Regions from separate parts of the Mus musculus genome. Here regions 1 and 3 are each linked to region 2. A link is a contact called in public HiChIP or PLAC-seq data. All regions are on one chromosome and are shown on one strand. Each heading gives the region's core, a stretch centred on a gene start, on an enhancer-like site or on the middle of the called end of the contact. The rest is flanking DNA. Distances are from core to core; before and after follow the strand shown.

The links. HiChIP or PLAC-seq counts read pairs in DNA pulled down with a chosen protein or histone mark.
Region 1: a contact with region 2 is called in an H3K27ac HiChIP or PLAC-seq map of embryonic stem cells, with 6 read pairs. The contact joins two enhancer-like sites. A contact is called at or near these places in 5 of 484 Hi-C or Micro-C datasets (the AML12 cell line, embryonic stem cells, gonadal supporting cells and 2 more), 2 of 115 datasets of contacts at active chromatin or transcription factors (both in embryonic stem cells) and 2 of 9 other capture datasets (adipose tissue and liver).
Region 3: an H3K27ac HiChIP or PLAC-seq map of embryonic stem cells shows a contact between it and region 2, with 8 read pairs. The contact joins two enhancer-like sites. A contact is called at or near these places in 1 of 39 promoter capture datasets (liver), 5 of 115 datasets of contacts at active chromatin or transcription factors (embryonic stem cells and stem cell-derived neural progenitor cells) and 4 of 9 other capture datasets (adipose tissue, embryonic stem cells, liver and 1 more).

What each region holds. Positions count from the first base shown.
Region 1 is chr7:30,213,893-30,218,377 of GRCm38.p6, reverse strand. No RefSeq gene overlaps it. Among named protein-coding and RNA genes, the nearest start is that of Polr2i, 16 kb to the left of the region's middle. Within about 2 kb of position 1,492, at least 59 of the 459 cell types and tissues checked have an H3K27ac peak or open chromatin away from gene starts, as enhancers often do. A contact at or near this core is called in embryonic stem cells, where this site is marked.
Region 2 is chr7:30,032,140-30,036,609 of GRCm38.p6, reverse strand. It overlaps Zfp14 (zinc finger protein 14), which reads left to right. Exons shown (of 5, transcript NM_178733.5): 5 at 1-251. Among named protein-coding and RNA genes, the nearest start is that of Zfp14, 17 kb to the left of the region's middle. Within about 2 kb of position 1,754, at least 10 of the 459 cell types and tissues checked have an H3K27ac peak or open chromatin away from gene starts, as enhancers often do. A contact at or near this core is called in embryonic stem cells, where this site is marked.
Region 3 is chr7:29,875,391-29,879,952 of GRCm38.p6, reverse strand. It overlaps Zfp420 (zinc finger protein 420), which reads right to left. Exons shown (of 4, transcript NM_172740.2): 4 at 2,651-4,562. The coding sequence ends at 3,860. Among named protein-coding and RNA genes, the nearest start is that of Zfp420, 18 kb to the right of the region's middle. Within about 2 kb of position 2,197, at least 9 of the 459 cell types and tissues checked have an H3K27ac peak or open chromatin away from gene starts, as enhancers often do. A contact at or near this core is called in embryonic stem cells, where this site is marked.

The DNA of each region.
Region 1 (4,485 bases), core at 243-2,742, 180 kb before region 2:
CCAGGACTTTCAAAAGCCTCCCATTAGAGCTGTGGAGATGGTTCAGTGGTTAAGAGATTAAGCGCACTGACTATACTTCTGAAGGACATAGGTTCGATTCCCAGTGCACACACACACATTTGTAACTCCAGTTCCTAGGGCTCTAGCACCCTCTTCTAGTATCGGTGGGTGTTACCTGCATGAGCTTGCTACACAGACATAAATGAAGCAAAACTATTAACATACATTAATCTCAAAAAAAAAGAAAAAAATCTAAAGATGAATAAAAATAAACAAAGGCTCCCAGTTATCAAGTGGTAAACTGACAATGGAAAAGATACTTCGTGCGTGAGAACGGCACTGCTGGGGGTGCAATGCAGGCCCTCACGTACATGAAGCTCACCGTCACCCACTGAGCCACCGCCCTATCCTCTCATGATGGATTCTGGTCATGCAGTCACCACAGCGCCACACTCCCAGCATCAGACTGGCGATCCTCTTATTTATGTGTTTACTTAGCTTTATTTGTTTGTTGTTTGTTTTGACAACGCTGAGTATTGAACCCAGGACCTTGAGCATTCAAGGCAAACATCCTACCACTGAGACAAAACTTTAGACCTTCTTGGGTTTTTTGTTGAAAATTTTAAAAAGTGTTTTCATTATTTTTATTGGTGTGTTTGTGTGTGTTTCTGTATGCAAGTGTATGCACATGAGTGCAGGCCCTCTTGAAGGCTACAAATATCCAATCCCCTGTCCCTAGGCTATAGGCAGTGGTTAGCTGCCCATTGTGCACACTGGCAACCAAACCCATCAGTGCTCTTGGCTGCTGAGACATCTCTCCAGCTCCTACTTTTGTTTGTTTGGTTTTTTCGTTGTTGTTGTTTTTAAGACAGGGTTACTCCATGTAGTCCAGGCTGTCCTGGAACTCACTCTGTGGGCCAGGCTGGCCTCACACTCTGAGCTCCACCTGTCTCTGCCTCCTTTGTGTATGTGCCACTACCGTCTGGCTCTACTCCTACTTTTTATTATTCTATGAGTTCTATATGAATTAGCTTATTATTTTAAGAATGCCAAGGCAGATCTTAAACTCCTAATTTTCTTGCCTTACCCTCTGACCAAGCTTTGCAAATACTGACCTATGTTACTGATTCCAGCTTTTTTGGGATCTGGGGGTATAGAATAGACCACTCTGTTTCATGCAACCCTCAGAGCGGCGCCTTCTTTTCTCCCATCACTCTTTCATTCCCTAACGCTCTCATAGGTTTGTCTACTCTTTCCAGAAAAGATTCCCACAGCTCTCCAGGTCACCACCTGGCTGTCCTCCCTTTTCCCTCATCTCAATGACCCTCGCCTGGACCGTAACCGCACAGCGTCCACCAGGGGGCAGCAGCGTGTCGTTCAGCCGTTGAGCCCACGCCCCCCCCCCCTCCCTCGCAGTACAACGCTGCCGGCAAATTAAAAGGACTTCATTTCCCAGAAAGCATCGCGACATCTCAGCTTCTTCCTTCTTATCTGTCCCCCCAAGTGGAGGTAGTCGTCATCCCAGGTCCTTCCCACCCCCTACTCCTTCCATACCGGGAATTGTGCAGAGGGATATTTTGTCAGGCCACTGGGAGGATGGTAGTTCTGGGCAAAAATCCTGCCACTGTGTATCCCAGGTTAACCAGTGTGGAATATTGTGACTATAGGCCTGTACCATCAAGCCATGCCTGATTCGGTTTCATTAATTGTCATCATATGAGCGTCTTGCTTCGTTTATTACACATCTCCTGTTGTCTTGGTTAATGAAGTCGTTTACTTGGTTTTTTTGGAGACAGGGTCTTGCTATGTAGCTGTCTGTGTCTGACCTGCCACTAACTATACAGCCAGTGCTGATCCAACTTCAGCCTCCCAAAAACTGGGATTACAGGCATGCGAAACCACGCCTGCCTCTCTTGGGCAGGGTTAACTTCTCATCCAGAAATGTTTTGGTGTGGTTCTTTAAAAGAGAGGGGTTTCTATTAAATCTTTCAAGAAGTTGCATAATTTTAAAGTATTATTTAGTATTCGGTCAGTATCCGTTGATTTATACAAATCAAAATCTAAGGCCCCTCTCTCCATCCAGATAGCTTTCAAGTATTCTGCAATAGTCTGCTTCCTGGCACATTCTGAGATTTCCCACAGTCTTACTTAGCCAGTTGTATCTCTTGATGCCTTTCAATATGTTCTTTTTAAAAACGTTTCTTTCTTATTCATTTCTTTTGTGTGTGCTCCTGAGTGAGTCTATAGAGGTCAAAGGATCGAAGGACAACTGGCAGGAGTCAGTTCTCTCCTTCCACTCTGAGTGCCAGGAATTATAATGAGCTCACGTGGTCAAGTTGGCAGTAAGTGACCTTGCCACTGAGCCATCACACCAGCCCTGAGATGTCCTTCAATTTCCAATTAATCTTATGTAAATAGATAGATTGAAAGGCTGTAGCAGTATTCAATTGGGGGGGTGTGAATAATGGTATTTTGGAGTAAGTACTATTTTATGAGTAGTATTGAATTCTTTTTTTTTTTTTTTTTAAAGACAGGGTTCCTCTGTGTAGCCCTGGCTGTCCTGGAACTCACTCTGTAGACCAGGCTGGCCTCAAACTCAGAAATCTGCCGGCCTCTGCCTCCCAAGTGCTGGGATTAAAGGCGTGCGCCACCACTGCCTGGCCTGTAGTGTTGAATTCTTTTTTTTTTTTTAAAGATTTATTTATTTATTATATGTAAGTACACTGTAGCTGTCTTCAGACGCTCCAGAAGAGGGCGCCAGATCTCGTTACGGATGGTTGTGAGCCACCATGTGGTTGCTGGGATTTGAACTCCAGACCTTCGGAAGAGCAGTCGAGTGCTCTTACCCACTGAGCCATCTCACCAGCCCGTAGTGTTGAATTCTTACAGAATCAAATTCTACAACTTGCCTCCTTGTCGCTTCTTGGGAGACAAGTTCTCCTTCCATAGTTCAGGCAAGTGCTGAAGTTACAGACTTTTGTAACTTCAGGTTTTGTAACTTTGTTTCTTTAAGGTACAGAGGTACCACCCCTGACTTTGGTTGTCTTTATGATGTTAGGATCCCATACTGGTTGGGCCTGGAGAGATAGCAGAATGGTAAAGAGCTCTGGCTACTCTTCCAGAGGATCTGAGATTCAGTACCCAGTACCCGCATGGCAGCTCACATTATTTCTAGTAACAGAGGATCTAATGTCCTCATCTGGCCTTCAAGGAGCCCTGCTCAAACATAATACAAAGACATACATGCAGGCAAAACAACCATACACATAAAATTTAAAACAGTTTATTACTTTAATCCCAGCACTTGGAAGGCAGAGGCAGGCAGATTTCTGAGTTTGAGACCAGTCTGGTCTACAGAGTGAGTTCCAGGACAGCCAGTGCTACACAGAGAAACCCTGTCTCAAAACAAAACAACAACAAAAAACCCAGTTTATAAAAAGATCTGAATTTGGTGGCCTATGCCTGCAATCTCAGTTCTTGGGAGGCTGAGGCAGGACAATTGTAGTAAGTCTGCCAGTCCATCTGAGGTACATATGGAGAATTGTCTTTTTTTTTTTTTTTTCTTCTCCTTCTGGCCTTGCTCGCTCTGGCCCAATGATTTATTTACTTACTATATGTAAGTACACTCTAGTTGTCTTCAGACTCACTAGAAGATGGCATCAGATCTCATTATGGATGGTTGTGAGCCACCATGTGGTTGCAAGGATTTGAACTCAGGACCTCTGGAAGAGCAGTCAGTGCTCTTAACTGCTGAGCCATCTCTCCAGCCCCTGAAACTTGACTTTAAAAGGAGAGTGAATTATGCATGAGGTCCCTGGGTTTGAACTTCATCAGAAAAGGAGACAAGGGGACAGACAGACGGAGAGAAAATACAAACCTGGCTGGTGAGAACGCTCAGTGGTTAACAGGGCTTGCTGCCAAGCATAAGGACCTGAGTTCGATCCTAGTGACCCATATAAAGGTAGAAGGAAAAAAACTGACTCCATAAGGTCTTCTGACTTTCATATGTGCATGCCTGTAGCCATCTGACGGCCACGGAAAAACTGGTTTTACCTGAAAGGAGGGCTGGAAATGAAAAAGGGTAAGGGCAAGGGGTGTGTGTGAGAGAAGAAGGAAGCCAAGTCTGTGTTCTTATCAAGGCACAAAGATTCATGTTCAGCACTGCGTTTATCAGGGGAACATCCACAGATGCACCCTTTGTTTCAGCCAGAGTGAGTTGCAAAGCAAGGTCAGCACAACAGCCCAATCTTCCAAGATCCCATGGGAACCGGCAGGTACCCAAAGCAGACAGCCCGTCCAGGCTGATAAGGTCTGTAGTGGCAAGCACTCAAGGTCTGTCCAGCCTGCTCAAGGCTAGAAAACTCTTCAGCCTGTTCAAGGCTGGGAAAGGCCTACTCAAAGCTGGGAAGGCCACAATTCCCCCCTTTTTACTCTTTAAAGATGAGCAGTGCCAGTTGTTGGATTTACTTATTTTCCATAATCCCA
Region 2 (4,470 bases), core at 505-3,004:
CCTCTGGAGATAGAGACCAGATATCCAAAGCAAGATGGCTAGCCAAACTATATCTAGCTATATCGGCGAGCTCTGGGTTGGATTGAGAGCCCCTGCCCCAGTGCATACAGTGGAAGAGTGAATGGACATGGTTCCTCAGATAACCTAGGATCTCCACATGCACCTGGGCACAAGTCCACTGCACACATACAAACAGAAATCACACAAATAAATACCGTGCACACACAAATAAATAAAGAAGCTTTATAGTCAATATATGCCCAGATTGGTATATTTTCTCTTTAAAAAAAAAAATATGTAAGTACACAGTTGCTGTCTTTAGACACACCAGAAGAGGGCATTAGATCCCATTACAGATGGTTGTAAGCCACCATGTGGTTGCTGGGAATTGAACTCAGGACCTTTGGAAGAGTAGTCAGTGCTCTTAATCACTGAGCCATCTTTCAAGCCCAGTTTGCTGTATTTTCTCTTTCTTTCTCTCTCTCTCTCTCTCTCTCTCTCTCTCTCTCCCTCCCTCCCTCCCTCCCTCCCTCCCTCCCTCCCTCCGTCCCTCTCTCTCTCTCTCTCTTTCTTTCTTTCTTTCTTTCTTTCTTTCTTTCTTTCTTTCTTTCTTTCTTTCTTTCTTTCTTTCTTTTGGTTTTTCGAGACAGGGTTTCTCTGTATAGCTCTGGCTGTCCTGAAACTCACTCTGTAGACCAGGCTGGCCTCGAACTCAGAAATCCGCCTGCCTCTGCCTCCCGAGTGCTGGGATTAAAGATGTGCACCACCACGCCCTGCTCCCTTAAGCAATTTTAATCAGTAAATGCAGAAGAAAAAAAATAGAATTGAGGGATTCACTGTTTTCTAGATTCTAGTGCCATGATGTGCCCAGAAGGATCTTTGTTGAATCCTAGACTGGGCCACAGAGGAGGGCTATGTCTAAAGTGAAGGAGGGAAAATCAACAAAAGAAAGGCAGTTGACAAAACCAGGTGTAGTGGTGCCCAACTTTAATCCAGTACTCAGAAGGCAGAAACAGGCAAATGTATGAGAGTGTGAGGCCAGCCTGGTCTACAGAGTGACTTACAGGACAGCCAAACCTACACAAAGGAACCCTGTCGGAAAAAAAATTATTTATATATATGTATGTATGTATATATATATATATGGACCTGACAGAATTTAGAGCAGCAAAACATTGCGAGTGACTGAATGGGTTGTTTGATCATGGAGGGCGATTGTTCCATGTCTTTTGTATGTGCTTGAAATATCAATATTTTAAAAAACAAAACAAATTGGAAACTAGTTGGGAAGTAAGCTGTCTGCATATCTACGCTGGTTAAATGCCACCAAAGCAACGTGAAGGCAAGTGACAGCCTTTGATTATCAGGGGAGTTCTCTTTATGGACTTGCCACATAAAATAGGTGTTGACCATCAAGAACCATAAATAAATAAATCCAGTGCCAAACCAAGCACAAGCTTTAGGAAATAGCTCATAACAAAGTTTTTCAAATTATCTTCATGTTAAAATAAGCTTGGTTATATACATTTATATTAGGTGTGCAGTCGCATCTGTGCTGCCCGCACTCAGAAAGCCAATACAGGAGATACTGGAATTTAATCCCCTCTCAACAAACAGTAACAATGATGACAATAAAAACTAGACCACCTGAGGGAGATGGCTCAGCAAAGTGCATGCTGCTACAGCATGGTGTCTTGGGATCTCTGGCAACGATGGAGAAATGAGGCGAGGTCTTTTCATCTGCCGATAACCGCAGCACAGGGCAGTGGTGGCGTGTGTGGCACTGATGGATCCCTGTCTGGCCATCACTGAAGCTCCCGGTTCAGTGAGAAATCCTGTCACAAACAAGGTGAGCGGGGCATGGTGATGCACACCTGTGACCCCAGCACCCCAAGACAGAGGCAGGTGGATGGCTGAATTTGAAGACCCTGGTCTACATAGGAATCCCAGGCCAGTTGGGGCTCCATGATGAGAGAGTGAGACTGTCTCGAGGTGGAAAGCTGCTGAGGAAGCCATCTGATGTCAGCTTCCCATCCCCTCAGCTCTACACTCGCGCACGCGCACACGCGCAGCACGCGCGCAGGCGCACCAAACATGGGGGGGTGGGAAGCTCTGAAAAGCAGTATCTAGACAAGCTTCATGCTTCCAAGCCATGTCTTTTGTGATGGGAGTGGCACTGTTAGAAGGTGTGGCCTTGTTGGAGTAGGTGTGTCACTGTGGGTGTGGGCTTTAAGACCCTCATCCTAGCTGCCCGGAAGCCAGTATTCTGCTAGCAGCCTTCAGGTGAATTTGTAGAACTCTCAGCTCCTCCTGCACCATGCCTGCCTGGATGCTGCCATGTTCTCGCTTTGATGATAATGAACTGAACCTCTGAACCTGTAAGCCAGTCCCAATTTAAATGTTGTCTTTATAAGAGTTGCCTTGGTCATGGTGTCTATTCACAGCAGTAAAACTCTAAAACATCTCCCTACGGTCTAAGTGAAGAGCTGTAAAACTTTACCTCCTAGTGTATAAAATGAGGACATGATCACTCCCAGGTGTGGCTGAGGAGGTGTTTATTGTAGATAAGAGGGAGAGCACAGCCAGAGGCATCTGGAAGAGTCCAAAGCAGGGAGAGAAAGTACACTATACACGGACAGTAGACTGATCTGGGCCATGAGAGGAGAGAGACGGGAAGAGAGAGAAGATCAAGCAGACGGAGAGAGGACCAAAACGGTGCATGGCAGTCTGGGTTCTGTAAGTAAGCCGAGCAAGCTGTGAAGAGCAAGCCAGTAGACAGCACCCTCCATGGTCGCTGCATCAGCTCCTGCCTCCACTTCCTACTGTACTTGAGTTCCTGTCCTGACTTCCTTCAGTGATTCACAGCAACACAGAAGTGTAAGCCAAATAAACCTTTTCCTCTCCAAATGGCCTTTGATCATGGTGTTTCACCACAGCAATAATAATCACGAGTAAGGCAGATGGCTATATGCATAGCTCTGAGCATATTAAAGAATTTGAGTAGCCGGGTGTGGTGGCACATGCCTTTAATCCCAGCACTCGGGAGGCAGAGGCAGGCGGATTTCTGAGTTCGAGGCCAGCCTGGTCTACAAAGTGAGTTCCAGGACAGCCAGGGCTACACAGAGAAACCCTGTCTCAGAAAAACCAAAAAAAAAAAAAAAAAAAAAAAAGAATTTGATAATTTATAATTAACTTGATAATTATCTTTAACACTTTACAAGTTAGTAGCTTATATAAAGTTAGGATTTTACAATTTTATCTATGTTAAGTTTTAGCCTTAAAATTTTGAATTGAAAATCCGTTGGCATTAAAACCAAACTTTAAACGATAAATACAGTTGTAAAGACAAAGAGGCTGACCAGGAGTGGGGTATTGCTGTGATACGCCTGACCATGTTTTTATAAGAAGAAGAAAAAAAAAGACAAAGAGGCTGGAAATATATCTTCAAGTCAATTTCTGCCCTGAATAGACGTTAGGAATTTATAAAGTTTACTTATAAGCACATGTTGTTCCTTATTTAAAAATTTATAGAAGTCTGCTGTTGAACACAGCAGAGATATTTGTGGTTAGACATACACCTCTGAGCCAGCTGTTATTAATCTGAGTAGGCCTTTATAACTGTAGGAATTTCTAAATCTTTTTTTGTTTGTTTGGTTTTGGTTTTTTCAAGACAGGGTTTCTCTGTGTAGCCTTGGCTATCCTGGAACTCACTTTGTAGACCAGGCTGGTCTTGAACTCAGAAATCTGCCTGCTCTGCCTCCCAAGTGCTGGGATTAAAGGTGTGCGCCACCACCGCCCGGCCCAGGAATTTATAAATCTTATTTATTAACTTTTTTTTTTAAAGATTTATTTATTTATTTATTTATTTATTTATTTATTTATTTATTTAATGTATATAAGTACACTGTAGTTGTCTTCAGACACATTGCAGATGGTTGTGAGCCACCATGTGGTTGCTGAGATTTGAACTCAGGGCCTTTGGAAGAGCAGTCGGTGCTCTTAACCACTGAGCCATCTTTCAAGCCCCTTATTAACTATTTCTTATTCATCAAACATATGTTGCTTCTTTTCTAAGATTTTCCCAAATCCTGCCTGGTTTTAAGCACAGTTAGCAAAGACATAAGTGGATAGACATACATCTCTAAATCCGTCTCTATTAACCTGAGGATCTTTATAATTTTTAAAAATTTATTATATGTGAGTACACAGTAGCTGTCTGTAGACACTCCAGAAGAGGGCGCCAGATCTTGTTACAGATGGTTGTAAGCCACCATGTGGTTGCTGGGAATTGAACTCAGGACCTTGGGAAGAGCAGTCAGTGCTCTTAACTGCTGAGCCATCTCTCCAGCCCCCATAATTTTTTATAATTATACAAAATTCCATCCTAATTAAAAACATTTGGATACCTACTGTTGCCTCCTTATTCTAAAACAGAGATACAGTGATAAGCAGGGTGCTCAGTAGGACTAA
Region 3 (4,562 bases), core at 948-3,447, 160 kb after region 2:
ATTTCCTGCCTTATCTCCAGCCTTTACTATGTACAATGCCATAGCCTGAATACTCTGCAGTCGCTCTCCTGTAACTTTGTTTTTTAAAGTCTATTTTTTCTATTTATTTATTATATGTAAGTACACAGTAGCTGTTCTCACACACTCCAGAAGAAGGCATCAGATCTAATTATGGATGGTTGTGAGCCACCACGTAGTTGCTGGGATTTGAACTCAGGACCTTCAGAAGAGCAGTCAGTGCTCTTAACCGCTGAGACATCTCTCCAGCCCCTAAAGTCTATTTTTAATGGTGGTTTTTAAATGTTTTAACCTCTCTTTTAGTCTATCATGCACTATAGGTAGTGGAAAAGAAAGGATATGGGGGAAGTGGACCTGTTTAGAAAGATTATTTGGAGCAAATCTCATTTACGTTGTCAGGAAATCAGCAGTTTGGTTCACAGGTCAGCAGCAGCAGCTTGATCTACTAGCAGACACTTTACAGGTACACCAGTAGTCTAGTTTGGTAGAGTCAGGATAGCAAACACAAATAAGCAACAGTAGCTTGACCTAGCAGAGGCAGCCAGGCCTCAGCCGGATCAGCACAAGTCAGCAGGAGGGACCAGGGTCAACAGGAACATGGCTGTGCCTCTCTCAGCAAAGTGAAGATCAGTGAAGACCCACAAGCGTTGTACAGTTAGCTCTACCAGCAAGCCCAGCCAAGCCAAGCCCAGCCTCATTTACAGTCTGTTGAGTACTATTTATATTTCCTCCAAATGTCACACGTTCCATGGATCTTGTCTCGTCATGTCGTCTCAGCTCATGGATCTGTCTCAGCTGACATCATTTTGCCAACTGACCTGAGTCCTCAGATGCGGGAAGAAGCCACAGCACACCACCAGAAGTTTTATGTCATGCCTTTTGCTCAAAACCCTCTGATGGGACCATTTCACTCAGAATAAAGTAAAAACTGCTTACAGAGTTTTGTAAGACACAGCCCTTGGCTACCTTTCTGACCCGCTGTCCTATTACACCCTTGCATAGAGTTCCTAGACCCTCCGATGTTCCACAACACTCCCATGTCCTGGAAATGTGGGCCATACTTGTCTGATGAAAGGGAAAACAGAAGTGTAAAAATATAATCCACATAGGAAAACCTTCCTGGGATGCTCTTTTCATAAACTTAATTTTAGTCTTTCTGGTCTTGGCCCTACTTCTTCTTCATGGGCTCCATCTCTTTTTTAATGACCCTTTCACTCTATTACCAGGGTTTCTCTATATAGTCAAGAATTGTCCATAATTTACTATTTAGTCCAGCATAACCCAGAACCTTAAATCCTCCTGCTTCAGCTCTCTACCTTCACCAGCAAGTGTTGGGATTGCAGGTGCACCACCATGCTTGCATTTAACATATTCGATATCTTGCCACCTCCTGCTAAGACCCCTTCTTGGTATACCAAGAATAATGACTGGATTCTAACAAGCACTCAAATAAATGAGACAACCTTTAGAATAAACTTGGGTGGGGGTGGCATATAAACACTGAAGGTTTTTGCTGGCTACTTACTTACCTTTGCAGGCGTGGGCTGTGGTCTCTTTCTTTGTTCAATTTCTTCCTTTAAGTCAGTTCATTCGTTTCAGTTAAGAAGACCAAACATGCCAGGTGTGGAGGGAGCACATCCCAGCACTTGGGAGGCAGAGGCAGGCAGATCTCTATGAGTTCAAAGCTAATCTTGTCTACAAAGGAGATACAGGACAGCTACCACTATACAAAGAAACTGTCTCTAAACAAATTTAAAAAAAAAAAAAGAAAAAAAAAAGAAGACCAATACAATCTCATTATGTGGCCCTCACTGGCCTCAAACTTACACAGATCCACCTGTGTCTCCCTCCTGTGTGCTGGCGTTAAAGGCATCCGTTATCTGTGGATGCACCCCTGGCCTGGTTACATCTACTCTGAATTAATGTCTTTTTTGTTGTTGTTTTGTTTTTTCGAGACAGGGTTGTCGCGTCCCACTCGAACACAACCACCGGTTCTTCTTAAAGCAGTTTACTCAGGCAGCTACTTACTTCAAATCCCCCAGCCTCTCTAGTTACAAATGTTTTTCTCCACTCCAGCCACAACCACGCCCCCACCAATCACCACAGGTCACATCACCTCACCAGGCAGTCTTGCTCAGCCAATCAGGGATTAAGGGCGGGCCATCCACCAAACATGGGCTTGTTTACTACCTGGAGCCGACTTCCATCCTGCTGATCAGGAAGTCCAGAATGGCTCCCTACACAGGGTTTCTCTGCATAGTCCTGGCTGTCCTGGAACTCACTGTGTAGACCAGACTGGCCTCGAACTCAGAAATCCGCCTGCCTCTGCCTTCCAAGTGCTGGGATTAAAGGAGTGCGCCACCACTGCCCGGCCCAGACATTTCTTGAAGCAATGAGAACTATTGAACGTGTATGTTCTGCATCATTCCTACCATTTTCTCTAACATTGCAGCCTAGATTGGCACTAGGTCTGCTGTAGGAGACACAGGGATGCAGGCTGATCAAATGTTCTGCCTGAAAAATAAGATTATTCAGTTTCGTAGTTCATGCTCAGTAAACCCCCAGCCCCCAGAGCCTTACATTCAAGCCTTGAGATTCTGTTATCTACAGCATCCATTTCCAGATAAAACACTCTTTCTTGTCCTTAAGGGAAGTTTTATTATTCAGTGATCTCGGAGAGCATCAACCAGTCTGAGGGCTACTTTACTTTTAAGTAAAGCACAGAGGCAAAGCAGAGTTACCATGACTGTTTACAAATCAACAGGCTTGCAGACTCAGCCATCAGTAACACCCAGAGACCACTCCCAACCCCTCACGAGGCCGTCTGTGCTCTGCCTCACTGTCTACAGTGTTAAGAAGGGAAAGAAGCAGAGAGGATGGATTTTTTAAAGTGTTCTAGTCATACAGACACCATTTTCGTCTTGTTGATCTGCAATGGAGACTAAATTTTTGTGTATGGGAGGTTTTTGTCTTGCCTAGGTTTTATGATGAAAAAGAGATGAAAACTGGGTCGAACACCGATCTCTGATACAAGATCATGTGTTGTTTTTTATTCTAAGTTGTCTATTTTGTACTTTCAGATTAGTTCACAAAACTACACATTCAAGTCTTTTTCATTTCCTAGGTTTATCTTGAGTGCTTAGTTATCATGTATAAGTAATATTCTTGAGTTGAAGTTAGAGATAGTGAAACATGTAAGTTTTGGGACTCTGTGACAAATCAGTTCTGTAACCATAGTATTCAATAACCCACTGATACCAAGGCTTCTTTTTAGTATAAATTCCCTTCTATAATAAATAAGATCTGAATGAAAGCTTTCTCACACTGATGATAGTATATAAAGCCTCCCAAATAATAACGAAAGATTTCTTAATGATAATGCTTATCCGTTCCCTCCTTTCATGCAAATAATGAAAATAGCAGCTAATATTTATGATATGAAAGGAGCTGATCCAAGTGCTTTTACATGTTAAAACATGATCTTTAGAAGAATCTTAGATCTATATTACAAATGATTACATGAAAGCCAGGTTAGTCATAACAAATGTAACAAAGGAAACCAACTGATAGGACCTGTGTAATGTGATAGAGAAATTTTCTCTGCTAAAGACCTTCTATATCACAGCAACGGATTCACTTCCCTACTTTAATTTGCTAAAATGTAATACAATGTAAACAAGTAAACACATGGTTTTCCTATGTGGATTACATCAGCATTTCTATTCTCCTACATAAATTCTCAAATGCTGAATTCACAGTCCCATATTCACATTTGTAAGAACTCTTCACTGATAATGTATGACCAGGGAAAGCTACATTAATTAGCAGAGTATAAATTAACTCATATAAAAATTTGCGAATGATGATTAAAGTCTATTCGGCATTCCTTACAGTCCAAAGATTTGCCACGGATATGAATTCTCTGATGTCGCATTAGTTGAGACTCACGTGTAAAGGCCTTTTCACATTCTTTACACTGATACGGTTTCTCGCCAGTATGAACTCGTTGGTGCCGAGAAAGATGTGAACTCTGAGTGAAGGCCTTTCTACACTCCTTACATTCATAGGGCTTCTCACCTGTGTGGACCCTCTGATGCAGAGTAAGTTGAGAGCCATGACCAAAGGCCTTCCCACATTCCCTACATTCATAAGGTTTCTCTCCAGTGTGAGTTCGCTGATGTTGAGTGAGCTGTGAACTGCGGATAAAAGCCTTCCCACATTCCCTACACTGATACGGCTTCTCGCCAGTATGAATTCTCTGATGCTGTATGAGCAACAATCCACGTGCAAAGGCCTTCCCACATTCGCTACACACGTAGGGTTTCTCACCGGTATGAAGTCTCTGATGCTGGGAAAGATGTGAACTCTGGGTAAAGGCCATTCGGCATTCTTTACACTCATACGGTTTTTCACCTGTGTGGATTCTTTGATGCTGAGTGAGCTGGGAGCCACGGATAAAGGACTTCCCACATTCCTTACACTCATAGGGCTTCTCACCCGTGTGGATTCTCTCATGCTGAGTAAGTTCTGAGCCCCGGCTAAAA